Linked DNA regions of Mus musculus: region 2 is linked to region 1. A link is a contact called in public Hi-C data. All regions are on one chromosome and are shown on one strand. Each heading gives the region's core, a stretch centred on a gene start, on an enhancer-like site or on the middle of the called end of the contact. The rest is flanking DNA. Distances are from core to core; before and after follow the strand shown.

What was found. Hi-C and Micro-C count contacts between places; a contact is called where the count stands out from the background.
Region 2: a contact with region 1 is called in a Hi-C map of the G1E-ER4 cell line, with 2.8 times the contacts expected there. The contact joins two enhancer-like sites. A contact is called at or near these places in 3 of 15 datasets of contacts at CTCF or cohesin (the G1E-ER4 cell line, large pre-B cells and pro-B cells), 9 of 484 Hi-C or Micro-C datasets (B cells, CD4 T cells, the G1E-ER4 cell line and 3 more) and 1 of 115 datasets of contacts at active chromatin or transcription factors (large pre-B cells).

What each region holds. Positions count from the first base shown.
Region 1 is chr2:78,959,326-78,967,148 of GRCm38.p6, forward strand. No RefSeq gene overlaps it. Among named protein-coding and RNA genes, the nearest start is that of Gm37004, 9.4 kb to the right of the region's middle. Within about 2 kb of position 2,661, at least 42 of the 459 cell types and tissues checked have an H3K27ac peak or open chromatin away from gene starts, as enhancers often do. A contact at or near this core is called in the G1E-ER4 cell line, where this site is marked.
Region 2 is chr2:79,198,543-79,206,365 of GRCm38.p6, forward strand. No RefSeq gene overlaps it. Among named protein-coding and RNA genes, the nearest start is that of Gm35813, 29 kb to the right of the region's middle. Within about 2 kb of position 3,324, at least 5 of the 459 cell types and tissues checked have an H3K27ac peak or open chromatin away from gene starts, as enhancers often do. A contact at or near this core is called in the G1E-ER4 cell line, where this site is marked.

The DNA of each region.
Region 1 (7,823 bases), core at 1,411-3,910:
TTCAAAATAACATCTTCATTTTAACTGGTATTAGCCATGGGTTTTCTGCATTTCCTTTTTTATGATCTGGAAATTATATGTATATGTAGTTTTGTTTTTTATATTCTTCTTTTCTCTCCCTGTTTTCTTTTTCATTTTTCTCCTGTTTTCTTTTTTCTATCCCTCTTTCTTCTTTCCTTTCCTCTTCTTCCAGATTACTTTCCTATTAATGATCAGGTTGAGAGCTATGTAACCACTAGATGGTGGTACAAGCACACAGGGAGAAATATTTTGTAAACAGACTAGGTATTAGTTTTGATTTCCTGCTTAGTTTTTAAATTGCTGTACACTTGGGCCCTCAAATGCCTCCTAAGGGACATCACTGTGGTCGCTGCTTAGTAGTTGAGCCAACATAACACTGATGTTGGGCTTTTATAGCAGCTGCCGTGGACCACTTTATGTTGATGGTGAGACTGTTTTTAGAATGCTCATTGCTTGCACGGATTAACTCTTCAGTAGGCATCTGTTAGGTTTCCTGAGTGATTTTAAGTGCTTGCTTATATTCTTGACTGATTTACAGAACCTACGATGTTGCAGTTGAGACCACTTAGAATTTATAATCTTGCTTTATTTAGTTGACTGAATTTTATGAAGAAATAGTAGTTCCCTAGCGATCTCCTACAATGACAAAAGGCAGCTACTTACTCTGGTTAGCCCGATCCACTGCAGTTCAGAGATTCATACAAACCTGTATCATCCATCATCATCTCAATGTATAAAATGTATTTTTAATATCTTGGAATTTGTGACAAAAGTACTTTTCTATGCGTGCACTGCATAATTTTTGATTTTGGGAAGTATATGTTTTCTCTGTGGGGAATGCATGGAAATCTGGGCTGTGAATGTTTGTATCAGTAAATTCTTCTTAAATCACAGAAGAAAAGAATCCTGTGACATTGAAGGGCATTTGCTTATAGAGCTACATGCTAAGCTTAGCATTTTAAACTCTTGAAAACCAGCTAAATGCAAGGCTGTGTGCTCAGCCCCTCTCCCCCACGCTCCACACCCCACTCTGCAAATGTTCTGTGCAGACAGGGTGTGGATTCCTTCTCCTGTTTGGCGGTGTCTCTATGTGGTTTGTGGGGATGGCTATATGATTCTTTCTTGCTCTGCGACAGCATGTTCCTGTCAATTGTCAAGTGCATGTGTTTTCCTGAGAGGCGCTCTTGCAAGCAAGTTCCCGCTTAAAAGCTTCTATGAGTCATTTCTTTGGGGACCAGTGTTGAGGCATATCACCCCATTTGCATCAGGGTTGCCTGACTTAGTAAAAAAGAAAAAAAGAAAGATTAACATTTTAGCTAAACTATCTGAAAGGTTTGGATAGTAATAAGGCTTTCTTACCACTTAATATGCCCTGGTGAAACTCTATGATCTGCTATGTAGTAACATTGTTAAACTGTTACACCTGGAAGGCTTCATTTAAGACATTTGCTGTCTAACTAAAAGGAGATGGTTTCTTGTTATTCATTCACACATAAGGGAAGGCAAAAATAATCACCGACTTGCATTCAACAAAACACGGAGTTAAGAGAAGCAGTCCCTAAGATGATGAGCCCATTGGCACCCTGCTCCATGAGGTAGAATCTACTGCAGCTGCGTCCTCAGTTTTATTAGGAAAGATAGCCCATTTTGTGATCTACGACGTTTAAATCAATTGAACTGTAGTGAAATCTCTCCCCTGAAATGGCTATTACACAGCTTGCAACCTTTTGTTCAAGAGATTAAGTTTGCATCTCCTCACATTATCTCCTTGTAATTGGAAAACTTTCATTTTGACGCAGAAAATGTGCCAGCGTCCCCGAGAGCCTTGCCACAAGCCAATGCAGAATGCCATCTGGAGGGTCCGTGCCCACATCAGGCGGCAGCCTCCTGTCGGGCAGGATCTGGAACTTTGCAACGAACAACTAATAACATCTTAAGCTCCATTTGTCTAGCTCATGAGTGCTCTTGGCAGAGGTCATAACCAGCAGTGGTTTTCTTGATTTGCTGCATCAAATGTAATTAGGTTAAAGCACTCACTGACAGAGCCTCTGATAATGGCATGAAAGCCTCAGGCTTGAATTTACCCATCCAGTCAAATTTAAGTTTAGAGCAGCAAAGATGTATTAATTTCATCACTGGGACAATGAATATTGGTAAACTTGAAAGGTATTTATTTGGAACAAAGCAGTTTTCCTTCCTTTGGATTTCATACGTCTTTGGTTTCTGTTTTAAAGTTGAATTGAATCAATGCATGTTCTGGTTCCTAGCTTCTGATAAAGTCGCTGATGTCCCCTGCTAGGAGACATAGTCTCATGTGCACACAAACCACACATCTGAACCATTGGTCATACTGTGTAAAATGATAAGATATCTTCAGCGTGTTACTCTGCATAACTGAATTCTGACAGTTGTTATTCATAAAGACAGAAACGACACCGTGGTTGACCTTTTAACCCTTGCCTGTTGAAAAACTCCAGGGTAGCAGAGGTCTCTTCATAAATGAGTCAGGTCGTGGCTGTGAGTAAAACAGAGAACCATTGCTGAGGGTTAAATTTAGGGCAAGCTCGGGCCCAGAGCATGAGACAGACGTTAGCTATTATTAAGGGTATACAAAAAGAGTTTCTGCTCTCTGCTAGAGAAAGAGAGAGCTGGAGTGTGGTCTCAGCCAGAAGGCAGAGGTTCCTGGCATGGCTGCAATGTTAATGATCCTCACAAGGCTTTAAGAATCAGCAGTGGAGTTAGGATGTGACATAAAAGACAGTCTCAGGAGGGCTGAATTTTTCAAACTGACTTCCACATTTCTTCTCCTGTCCCTGTCTCTTAGAAATACTGGCACTACTGGAGCCAGTGGAGGAGCACAACTGAAATCTCTCAGGAACAGCAGTGATTCCCGTTGACTTTGTACCTCATTGGGGGATGGGGTGTTAGTTTGAATGTTTCAGGTGGTTCTCCTTCTGATAAAAGCAATAGGCATGTGTGAGGATGAGGTTAAGTAAGTGTTTATTTGAGGATTTAATATTGCACACGCTGATGGAGTACAGCAATTACCGTGCTGTGATTTTCATATTCATATGTGCCATATTTATTTGTTGTTTACCTCTCTGCATAATGGAAATGCCATGAAAATCTGTTCCTTCTACTGCTTTAATTTTAAATGAAGCTAAATGTTATGTATAATTTTAAGTTACAGATTGCTAATTTCATTCTGTTTTAAATACTCTACACATAAGAAGCTCTTAGGCTCCTGCAGGAGTCCCTGCTTTGAGCAGAATCAAAGCATAATTCTCTCAGTAATTATATAATAGGTAGGTAGTTAATAGATTAAACATGAGCCCGAGACATCATCACATCGACAGTCTATTTCAAACCATATAGTTACCTGTGCTGTTCATATGTATATGACTCTCTGTAAATAGAATGTGTATGCCTTTGTAACTTTCCTGACAAATATAATGTAGTTAAAAGCTTACTGCATCTGTTGTAAAGTATTTGCATCTAGCTTACTTATTAGTAATCTGGTTACAGACTCGGTACTTGGTGAAATGGTTGCGAAAGCTTCAGGAACAACCCAGTTTTCACCTACTTTCACGATAGTATTTTAAAGAGGCTGCCAATGGCAGAATGCAAAGCTAGTTTACCTTATAAAGGAACAAAGCAAGGGAAACATTGAAAAATTAACTCTATAGCTGTTGTGTAGCTTTCTGTCACTAGCCTGAGAATCCCTTCATGTGCTGTATCTCAACTTCTGTTTCCTGGCCCATCCTTTTTTTTCCTCTCCTCAACTCCAGAGCTGTATCTGGAACCTGGTTATATGCCATCCAAGACCTACTAAAATTATTCACTCATTTAATATGCATCACTCTACACTTAGCACATATATATCTATATCTACCTAGATGTCTCTATCAATCTATTTATCTATGTAGATATTTGTTAGAGATATTCATATTTAGATGTCTATATAGAGATATTTAGATAAGGTCTCTCCTGCTGGCTACAGCCTTCATGGGAACAAATCTATGTCACATGTCTATCTCTGTATCACCTCTATATCTATCTATGTATCTATCTATGTTTCTATGTATGTATGTATGTATGTATGTATGTATCCATCCACATAAGGTTCTTCTTGCTGGCTCCAGCCTGTTGGAACAGATCTATATAACATGAGTGGGAACCATGAGTCAATAGTCCTTCAGGGTAGTGTATATTTAAATGTTCCAAAGACAGAAATGGCTGAGAAGGTTCGTTTTTCTGAGAACTCTTAATATAGCCTGCAAATCTCGGAATGTGCCAGTTGTTCAATTTCCATTGTTATTTACAAAAGTGAAGCTTTGAATTAAGGGAACGTGTGCCATCTGCCTACCCCTGTGATAATGCTGGGTTTATTCCCAAGCATATCAACCCCTGGCTTGGCATTTCCACTAACTGAAGCACTTTTCTCATTAGACTGCGTCTGTGTCTACAAAAGGTCATTTTCCTGGTTGTTCATTTGAATATTCCTATCCTCTCTGTCTTCCTTCACTGGACTTGAGGTTTCCTATTCCAAAATGTGGTACCGCATGTACAGGCTATACTCAAGGCACCACTTTTTTTTTTTTTTTTTAGTGATTTAATCAGTCAACTCTTGTATTTATTGATTTTTTATTTACTATTTATATTCAGTGTCTATTTTTCTGTGCACACAAAGGGCATATATAATTCTTTGAGAAGACAATGTGATATCTGTCCCCAATTCAGTCTTAGTTAAAAACAATAGTTGATTGTGGAAGTCTAAAAATAGTCTGTTCTAGCTAGAAATTTCTAAATGCCAGGGTATATCAATAACATATTTACCCATTCTGCATTTCATAAGAATTTATTAAGTATTGTGATATGCTTAGCAGTCTTAGGTTCATTGGAGATAGAAACTTAAACCATGCATGGTGTCTGAGTTGGATGAGCTTAGAGCAAGTGGATACCATGACATACTGGGTCTGCCTGAAGAACTTGAGCATCAACTAGAAGCTTAATAGCTAATACAAGGTCTGATCCATTCAACTGTACAGAAAAGCAACTGTAAAACACAGTGTTCAAGTGGCTCAAAGTAAAGCTTGAAAAGTACTGGAGGATACCAGCACTTTTGCTCTACAGATAACACCAGCCAATGGAAATCACCGAATTTTATTAAAAGGAGAAAGAAGGTAAATCTGAGCAAGTTAAAGAGGGGAACTGGATAGAATCTGAAACCTGATTCAGAATACAACATTTGGGGATCTAACTGGGAATGTGTCTTCAAAACAACAACAGTGGCAGAAAGAAGCAGGTTGAAGGATCACAGGGCTCCGAGAGGATGTGCTGACAGATTGATAGGATCAAGGTCAAAGCCTGGAAGACACAGAGAGCAGTGAAGGGTCTACTCTCGGAGCATCAGTTGGCTGCAGTGCTGACACAGGTGCTGGAGACTAGACGTTCTTATCCCAGGCAAGAGGAGGCCAACATTAACGTTTCCCAGGTGATCTGTAAATAAATAATCAGGGCTTATTTTTGTTAATTTTCAACAATAATGAAAGTCCATAAGAAGATGCAAATCAAGGTACAACATTCTATGTACACTGATTTTTCCCAAGCATATCTAACTACGAAAATGTGAATCTGAGGGGGAAAAAGGAGTGTTTCAGATCATCTCAACCAGTAATCTTGCTTCAAAATGCAAGAAAGTTAATGTGGGAAAAAATGTCTACATCTCAATCTACAGTGAGTTTTCTTTTTATAACCAAGGGCAGGCCCTAATAATATTCATCAAATGAAGCTCGCCTAGGCACCCATCCTTGCTTCATAGTCCTTTCGGTATTCTCTGTTACCATCTGCTGGTGATGTCTATAGTTTTGCTGACTGTACTCTTATGCTCTAAGCCAATAAGTGAAATCTTGAGTGACTGGTGACCTTCTCAAATGAATCTTTCTATGACATCATGTCAAGTGGTTTCTGTTGTCTTATAAACTCAGCCCTCTGTCATAAGTATTCTTCCATTCATACAGTTGAAATAATTTGATATTTCCAGCTCTGACAAACTCAGTCAGCTCTGCGATAACTGTAGGAAGTTTGCTTTCCTCAATGGGCCCTTGAGACTGTCCCAGTAAATGATTTCATTCCAAGGATGCTTTAGAAACCGACCTCTATATTTTAGGTTTTCTGGACATCTGTTAGGTGGCTTTCAGTGTGCTTTCAACACATGACTTATCTGTACAGAAACCTGACCTGACAGGGAGAAGCCTGCGGCTTTCCAATAAACGACAGAGTTAATCAGCAAGACAGACCCTAGAGCGGTGTCTTGGGCAGTCGCCTTAAAAAGATCAGAGAAAATCATGGGATAATTGCAGTGGTGGTGTTCCACACTCAGCAGGACAAAGCTGGTGCTTTTCTTTGAGTGGAGCATCTTGAAGTAATTCTATTTATTTATGTATTTATCTATTTGTACAAATAGGAATATACATATTCCTATAATTATAAGGAAATTGAGGAGTAAGTGGGACCATGTAGAGATGTGAAAGACGCATTTTCTATGTGGAAGTAGAGTCCATACAATTAGGTGTGTTATCTAATCAGTAAAATGACATTTTCAAAAATGAATTATTTTAGCATAATTTAGACAGACCATAATTTAGGATGAGCTTTTTCTACATAACTACAGAAATGTTCTCTCATATAATGAGTTATTAGCTGTCCTGGCAAAGAATAAATAGAAAATATTGAAGTGACCAGATTTTTCTTTTATTTCTACTTCTAGTTTTGTAAGAAAGGGATTTTGAATATTTTCCAAATATGACTCCAACTACCCGATTCTGTATTTAAGTTGCAAATGGCCCCAGTGCTGTGTTTATGATTTTTCTCTAAAATTCTGATAGCATCAAACATCTGAAAAAGATGCTCTCTAGGGAGTTTGTCCCCAATATGGTTCATTGTTCTGCAGGTTTCATGCTTATGAGTTATTTAAACAATCATTATTTCACTAGTGAAGGTTGAACTATGCATGCCGTTACTAATCACTCCTGACAACAGAAGTTCTAACTTGATTCTTTTCAGTGTATCAAAATGAGAATATATAAATCAATGAATAAGAAAGCAGAGATCAAGGAAAAAAAATGTTTTTCTTTCTTCCCTAAAATGGAGCTGTCGGATAGCCAGCTCATCAGGGTCCGTCAACCGCAGTTCTGAAAACCAGGGTAGAGTGAGCATCTACTCTACCTTCAGTCAACATTGTCCTTCTTCCTACACCCACTGAGCATCCTTGGGCATGAAACGTGTCAGCTCTGTATCTTGTCTCTTTCCTGCTAATATTTTCTTTCTAGCTCCTTTCCCACCATATCAGAGCACCACCACTGAGAATGAGTAGAAATAGCTTTCCCAGTTAAGGAAAAACAAACAAAAACCCGAGGGCTGATGGAATGTCAGGCCAGTGACTGGTCACTGAAGTCAAGCCCATGGAAGACAAGAGTGTGAGTGTAGAAAGAATAAACACTTATCAGTGGGAACAGTGTGGCACCTCACATGGCCTCTGCCTGTTAACTTAGTTCGGTGCAGCTGAGTGTCAAAATAATAGAGTCCCTTGGCCTAATTAATTATCCATGCTTCTTCTAGAAGTCAGGGTCGTGATGTGCTTCTGAACCATGCGATTTTACAGACTAGAGTGGAGCTGTGAGCAGGCCATTGGAAATCCCAAGGTAAAATCATTTGTGTTAGGGACTTGAACTTGACTCACATATTAGTGGTGTTGGCTATAAGCTATGAATTTCTTTACCATAGTGGGACAGATGTTCTGT
Region 2 (7,823 bases), core at 2,074-4,573, 240 kb after region 1:
CTTACTAATTTAAAAATATATTTAAAGCAAGCAGGAAAACCTTAAATAAAAATATTTAAGATGGAAATTGAAATGCTTCATGCAAAAATAGCTGATACTTTTATAAAAATATAATGAGGCACAGAAGGACAATTCTGCTATTTTGTACTTTTTTGGTAGTTTCCCAGTAAACTTTATTTCCAGTAGTAATTCATACAGGAATCAAATGGGTCTGTGTCTATAACATATTTCAATACAGTTAATTACCACAGTTGGAGCTTCTTGCATTTCCCTAATGAATCACAGGCCTATTATGAAGAAATGACTCTCTCAAAGGACAATCATTTATTACACCTGAGCCCTCTTGATTCCAACTGTACCACATGCTGCCTAATAATTCGCAATGATTTAGGAAGATTGCCATAACCACTCAATTACTTAAGCAGCTTTGGATGCAATCTATACAGCACAAGGCACATCCTTGGTCTACATTTACAACTGTCTCATTAATTAAAAGGAATCTAGAAACAATTGTGTTTTGAGAATCCCACATATGTAAATACCTTGGCTGAGGGCTAAATGGTCACTTATTTCCTTGGCTGGGAGCAGTTATGTCATGAAGCTGAGGAGAGAAAGTCATTGAGTGGGATTTAGGAAATCTGATCTCAAATCTGACTTTCTTGCTTTTTAGCTATAGATCTTTGGGTAACTGTATTCTCTGAACTTCTGTTTCCTTCTCTTTATGGGATACAGACTACCACTATAGATTTCTCAGCCATTCTCTTAATTAACGTGATACTTCAACACAGTCTATGGTAAGGGTAAAACATTTTTTGAAATAATGTTGCTAGAATATTTATAAAATATCTCAGTGACTAAGTAACATAATAAAATATCTGTCCTCCAAGCACTGTGTGGTGGTTTAAATGAAACAGTCCTCATATTCTTGGGTAACTGAATGCTTGGCCCCCAGAGGGTGACTTAGTTTGGGTAGGTTTAGGAGGTTTAGTCTTGCTGGAGGAAGTATGAGGTGGGTATTGAGGCTCAAAACCCATGCACCATTCCCAGTACACTTGACTTTCTGTTAGATTTTCAAGATATGAGCCAATCTCAGTTTCTAGCTCCAGTCACCATGCCTGTCTACTGCCACACTTTCCTGTCACAATGGTGATGGACTCTTCTTATACCACTGGAACCATATGCCTCAGGTCAGACCTTCCTTATAAATATGTTGTGCTTTAGTTATGGTGTTTTATCACAGAAATAGAAAGTAGCCAGTACAGAAGTTGGTATCAGGGTATGAGGATGTTGCTTTACTGGACCTGCTGCTGTTTTAGGAGAGAGTGGAAGACTACAGATGAACAGTGCAACCTGAGCTGCCCGATCCATCCCAGTTGGAGTTTGAAGACCATAGTGCTTAGAGTTATGTGTTCTATGGAAGCCTAGCTCACAAGGTTTCAAGGAGGACTGATATTAGCAATTGAGCCAGAAACCTTTCTTGTGATATTTTGGCAAAGACTGTGTTTACTTTTAGCACTTATCCTAAGAATATTCCTGAGAATGTATAAAAAAGGTAATGAACTAATTGCTTTGTCAAAAAATATTTCAAGGAAGCCTAATATAGACTGTCTTGTACAATTTCTAGTAATCACTGTTACATAGATCTACAATAAAGAAAAGACAAATTGGGCAGAAGGACATATAAAATTTACAGTTTAGAAAGGAAAAGGATGCTGGGTGTGGTGGCGCACGCCTTTAATCCCAGCACTTGGGAGGCAGAGGCAGGCAGATTTCTAAGTTTGAGGCCAGCCTGGTCTACAGAGTGAGTTCCAGGATAGCCAGGGCTATACAGAGAAACCCTGTCTCAAAAAACAAAAAAACAAAACAAAACAAAACAAAACAAAACAAAACAAAACGAAACAAAACAAAAAAACAAACAAACAAAAAAGCCAAAAAAAAAAAAAAGAAAGAGAGAAAGAAAGAAAGAAAGAAAGAAAGAAAGAAAGAAAGAAAGGAAGGAAGGAAGGAAGGAAGGAAGGAAGGAAAAGGACATTGGAAAGATTAATGCTAATTCCTCTCTCTGTATTTTTCATCTCCGGGTAGGAATGCTGGGATTATAGGTATGTGCCAGTATATCTACATTTTTTTAAATCACACACACACACACACACACACACACACACACACACACACACACAAGTAGAACCTTAAATATATATAAGTAGAATCCACTCAGTCCATATATTAGTACAGGTATGCATATGATTTATGATTTGAGGGCTGGCCATTTGGTATTGATAACAATTGGCAGTTCTTCCCAGGGAGTTAGTTCCTCTCAATCTCCACATGTCTTAGTTGCCTGTTGTTCTTTGTCAAGGGTTGGGGACCTTCCATGTTAATAGTAGTTGTGTGCCACCATACTTGATTTTTTTTACACAAGATCTGGGGATTCATCTCAGGATCTCATGGCTTCTTGAAAAGGACTTTGCAGACAGATCCACCTCCCCAGTCCCAAATGATTACATTTTTTCTTCATGGTTTCACTCGAGGATTTTCTTTCCTTCCTTTGTTTGTTAAATTACTCGTTTTATTAAGTATGAATAATCTTTAAAATTAAAACTAAAAAATAATGAGTTTTATGGTAAGTGAAATTTATGTACTGAAACCTACAGAGAGTTGTTACTTCCATTTAAAGTATTAGATGGGAATTAAACTACTAAATTTCTCTAGTCATCTATCTCAACTTCAAATTCCTTTCACAGTTAGCAAGAGTTTCTTGATCCACTTAGATCAATTAAATAGTTAAGTAACTTTTCAAAGATTAGTTCTAAACTTTTGCTTTTAACAGTTTTCAAGTTAAAACTTTAGTTATAAAAGTGAAGCCATTGATTGACTAGTGTCAGTGTGCTGCTAACAGCATCACAACATATGTTTTATATTCTCACATCATCAAATACTGATGACTAAAGCACTTCCTTTGCACATCATATTTATAAACGAGTTCGGGATAATTTTGTGTAGAAAGACAAAAACTTCAATTAAACATGTTTTTCCCCAGTGAGTCATAATTTAAATTTTAAAGATTTATTTATTTATATGTGTATGTATGTGCATATCTATGTGGGATGTGAACATCTGCTGAAGGGTTATGAGGCCCACAGAAGGCATGGGATGTCCTCCTTTATAAAGTCTCTACCCATCCTTTGATAAAGTCACCTCTCTCGGAGCCTGAGATTGACAGTTTCTTGGCTACACTGGAAGCCAGCCAGCTCTAGTGAGCCCGTTTTCATACCTCCAGTATAGGGGTTTCAGGCATGGGCAGGAAACCTAGATTGCTACATGAGTGCTGGACCTGAATTCTGCTGAGTCACCTCTACAGCCCTATGCTTCGAATGCTTGTGTTTATGTGAGAGGGTGTAATAATGAACTTTGGGAAATCCTTTCAGTCTTTTGAATTTTTATTTCTCAAAAGGCCTTGTAAAACATTTTGGTTAATGAAAGAGCAATCGTTTCAAAATACCAGTTAAATATAGACGTTTAATTCAATCATTGCGATTAAAGAGTCAGTTCTTCCCTTTAAACCAAATTACAAAGTAGAGCCAGCCCTGAAGTCATGAACTTTAATTTTTAAAAGCTACATATAAATTTCCTCCAATTCTTTTTAACATTTCTTTCAGAAAGAGATCCAATTAAAATTCAATGTTATATACATAAGTGTGTATTTATAGTCTCTAAATGAATAAAGCATATGTACAAGGGAAGAGGGCATGGTCATTAGGATAAGAGCCCCTAAGATTTTGACCTTATCTCTGACACAAATGAAAAGTACAATTATACCCAGAAGTATTCTCCAGTTCAATTCTTGATAACTTTGTTTAACCAGTCATCTGGCATGCCACCCAGCTGGGAACTATTTAGAGGTTTGATAGACACTCCTGTCTAGGAATGGTTTCTTTGCTCCTGATTTGCTGCCTCATATTGCTTTGGAGACAACTTAGTATGAGTACATCAAGTATTTTCAAAACCATTTCTGTTTCTAAACGGTTCCAATGCCTTTGAGGCATGATTTCCTCAAAAGCAGGTCTCCTTGAGACTTTTACACAATAAATTTAGCACATTAGGCATACAGGATGGTATAAGGAACCACAATTACTATTTTAGCCCAATGTAGATGCTGGTGCTGTGGACGGCAACAAGGCACAGAGATGCATGTTTTGCAGGAGCACACGTTATGGGTCAGACCTAAGGAAATAAAATAGCAGCAACAGCAATCACAAACCCAAAGAATTGACAGAACATTCCAGAAGAATAAAGATATGTGGGAATCTGCTTTCTTTAAAGGCTGTTTTAGGGTCTACTTTCTAATTTGTGAGGCAGAGTGTTCATCATGAAGTAGCTCATTTTTATCACATCCCTTTTCCCAAACATATATTTCAAGGTGAAGAAGGGAAAGATGGGGACTGTAAAAAAAAAAAAAAAGTAAATAAACAGACATGACCAAAGACAATGAACAAAACAGAGAGAAAGAAAGAATATGGAGCCATTGGTGTGCTCAGAATAACAAGGACCCACAGAACTTTAAGGCATTCCAATGGCTCATGGTTATTATATGGGCCTAGAAAGCTAAAGTGACCTGCATGGCTTAGTCCAAATTCCTTCCTTAACAGTAGAGTGACTGCCTGCTGAACAGTGGAGATTCCCTGATGGTGTTTAGGACTATAGAACTTGGAGTCAGTTTCTGGTATATTTTACTTCTGTCTCTACCAAGAATGGCTGTCAGCCATGTTGTGTATGTTCTAGTCATAAGTCAGTATGTTTCACAACTAAGAATCAACAAGGAATAGCTGCAATTTTAGGTGTCCACAAAATTAGGTAGCTACTAAATTTATGGCATGGCAAATATGTCCATGGTTAGTATCATCCCATTAACTGTTGGTGGGAACGACTCAAGGAGCCTCTTGTAATGGGAGTGAAGAGATATAAGTAGCTTTGCTATTCCCCAGGAATTCAAGCAACCTGGGAATTGACTGAGTAAAAAAAGACCCTGTTCTGTTGAGAAGGAAGTGCTGTCGAAGTCCCTTACTAAGGAAGGAAATTAACAGGGCAGTGATGTGATGATTATCCCCTTAGTTATTTGAAAGGAATTCTAGGGAAAATTAAAAAGCACTGTGGTGCAGTCTGTAGTTAGATCCTGGGACATGTAATTTTAGCATTGATCTGGGGGCAGCTGGCACAGGGGTAATTATGGGAGTTCTGGCTGAGCAGAGGCTACGTTCTTGGCCTTCACATATAAAACCTAATAAGAAACTTTCATTGATGATGGAGAAGGAGTGGAATGTAAGCAAAGAAGGTGAGTGAGCCTATGGCAGTAAATGCACACAATGGTCTGAACTTTGCTCACCCACTGACCTTGCTCTTATTAGATGTTCCTTCCTCCCTAAAAGGCAGGAGATACCAACAAAATGTCCCAAGAAATCTGAGTGAGGGAACAAAGCAGAGTAGTGTCACCATGGAGCGACTTAAAGCAATGTGCTTCTGCTCATGGGAGAAAGGTAACTAGCAAGAAGACAGGCTTTTAGAAAAAAAGAAAAAAGAAAAACCAGACATTGGATTTGTAGGAGACTGAAAAGCTTCTGCGCACTAAGCAAACAATGAACAGGGCGATACAGCTTTGAGGGAAATATTTGAAAAATACACATCTGGAAAGAGGTTATGAGAATATTTGAGGCAATTAAATCATACAATGGCAAAAATGCAAGCATGATTCAAAGTGGGCAAAGGATTTAACAGACATTTCATAAAAAGGAAACAGAAAGAATAGCAGGAATGAGTGCGTCCCCTGAAGGGGATAGGAACTCCATGGAAGAACAACAGAGTCAACTAGCCTGGACTCTTGGGGCTCTTAGGGTCTGAACCACCAACTGAAGAACGTACATGAGCTGGATCTAGGCCTCCCTGCACATATGTAGCAGATGTGCAGCTTGGTCTTCATGTGGGTGCTGAGCAACTGGAGGAGCAGGGGCTAACCCAAAGGCTGTTGCCTATAGGAAAGATATGTTTTTAGAGCTGGGATACCTTGTCCCGTCTCAGTGGGAGAGGAAGTGCTTGGCCTCTCAGAGACTGATGTGCCAGGGTAGGGGAATACCCAGGTGTGGTCCAGCCCACTCAGAGGAGAAGGGGAAGGGGAAATGGGGGAAGGATTGTGGGGGGGGTGACCGGAGGAAGGCAGTGAATGGGCTGTAAAATGAATAAGTAACAAATAAATAAACAAATACATAATGAATAAAAAAGAATACACACAAAATCCCAATAGATTATATGCAAAAGTGCCCAATGTTGGCAATAAAAATCTAAACTACAATTAGCTTTCACCTTATTTCCATCAGAACCCACCTTGGTAAGAAGAGCTAGTAAAAGTGGGAATGTAGAAAAAGGCACACTAGGTGTTGTGAAGAATATAAACCACTGTAGGCAGTTTGCAAAACCATATTGAAGGTCCTCAAGACTTAAATGTAGAAACTCAAACACTGTTGAGTGTTTCTACTCCTGGGTGTATATATGACATGAAACTAGTGCCTTGAAGAGACAGCTGCACTTCCATGTAATTGCAGCCCATTCTTCAGATCTAAGACTTACAGGGCTGATAAGGGGACTCACTCAGTGGAGAAAGGATCTGCCCATCAAGTCCAATGACTTGCATGTGGCTTTGTGAACCTTCCAGCGTGGTAGAAGGAGAGAACCAACTCCCTCAAATTGTGCCCTGACTTCAACACGTAGATACACACACACACACACACACACACACACACACACACTCACACACACACACACACACACTCACTCACACACATGTATGTGAATATACATACACAATTAGGATGTAAATTTTCTAATCTAAGAATTCAATGGCTGGATATTATTCTATTGTGTTGATATATCACACTGTATTGTTTGTCTGTTTGGCAATTCAGATTAATTTCAAGTCTTAGATTAAATACAAGCGAAAGAGGAAGAATGAGCCTCTTGGATTTATAATCTTTAACTTCAGAACACATATCTAAGACTGACCTGTTTGTAGCATGTCCTAGATTTCCTCTGGATCTGGTCTTTGCTTTATCAGAAGTCTTCAACCCTTCTTGAAACGTGAATACAAATACAATATTCTATAACATGTCTGTGATGGTATAGAATTTTCCAAGCACTTCCCATAACATAATAAGTGACTGTGACTCAGGGTACCTTGTATGGTTTCAGTTAAGATACCAGCTTCCCCACCTGGATGGATGCAACAGGGATTTGTTTTGGTTTTTGCTGCTAGTTGACAAAAGGCTTAGCTCCTCAGGTCACTGCCCTATCTGCTGGACAAATTTTCATGGTTCAGCTATTCGATCCCCTAGAAAAATAGTCAATATAGTAAGAAGGAAGCCAGAAGAATTCTTGCATGGTCTTAGGAGTCTCACGTTTTTAATTGTTCAATATTAATGGGCTACACAGTCAGCCAAATTTAGTAAACAGCACCCTACACAGGCACAGATACCAGCAGTAGGGACTCCTAGAGTCATGCTGGAGGCTACACCATATTTGTACACCAATAGGACATAGCTGCCTTTTCTAAATAAGACTTCCACTATTATTTAATGGTTCACTTAATCTGAATTTTAAAAAAAAGTATGTTGAGCAATATCTAAGAATTCATGGGTTCTATCTGTCCTTTCCAGCTACTGCAGTATGCCAACTTCAAATTAAAAATAATATAGTTACAGCACAAAATGTCTTCTCTCCTAAGAGCCAATTAAGCTTCCCCATGGTTTCCTGTGCTCCCTACGAAGTAACACCGCTAGTCA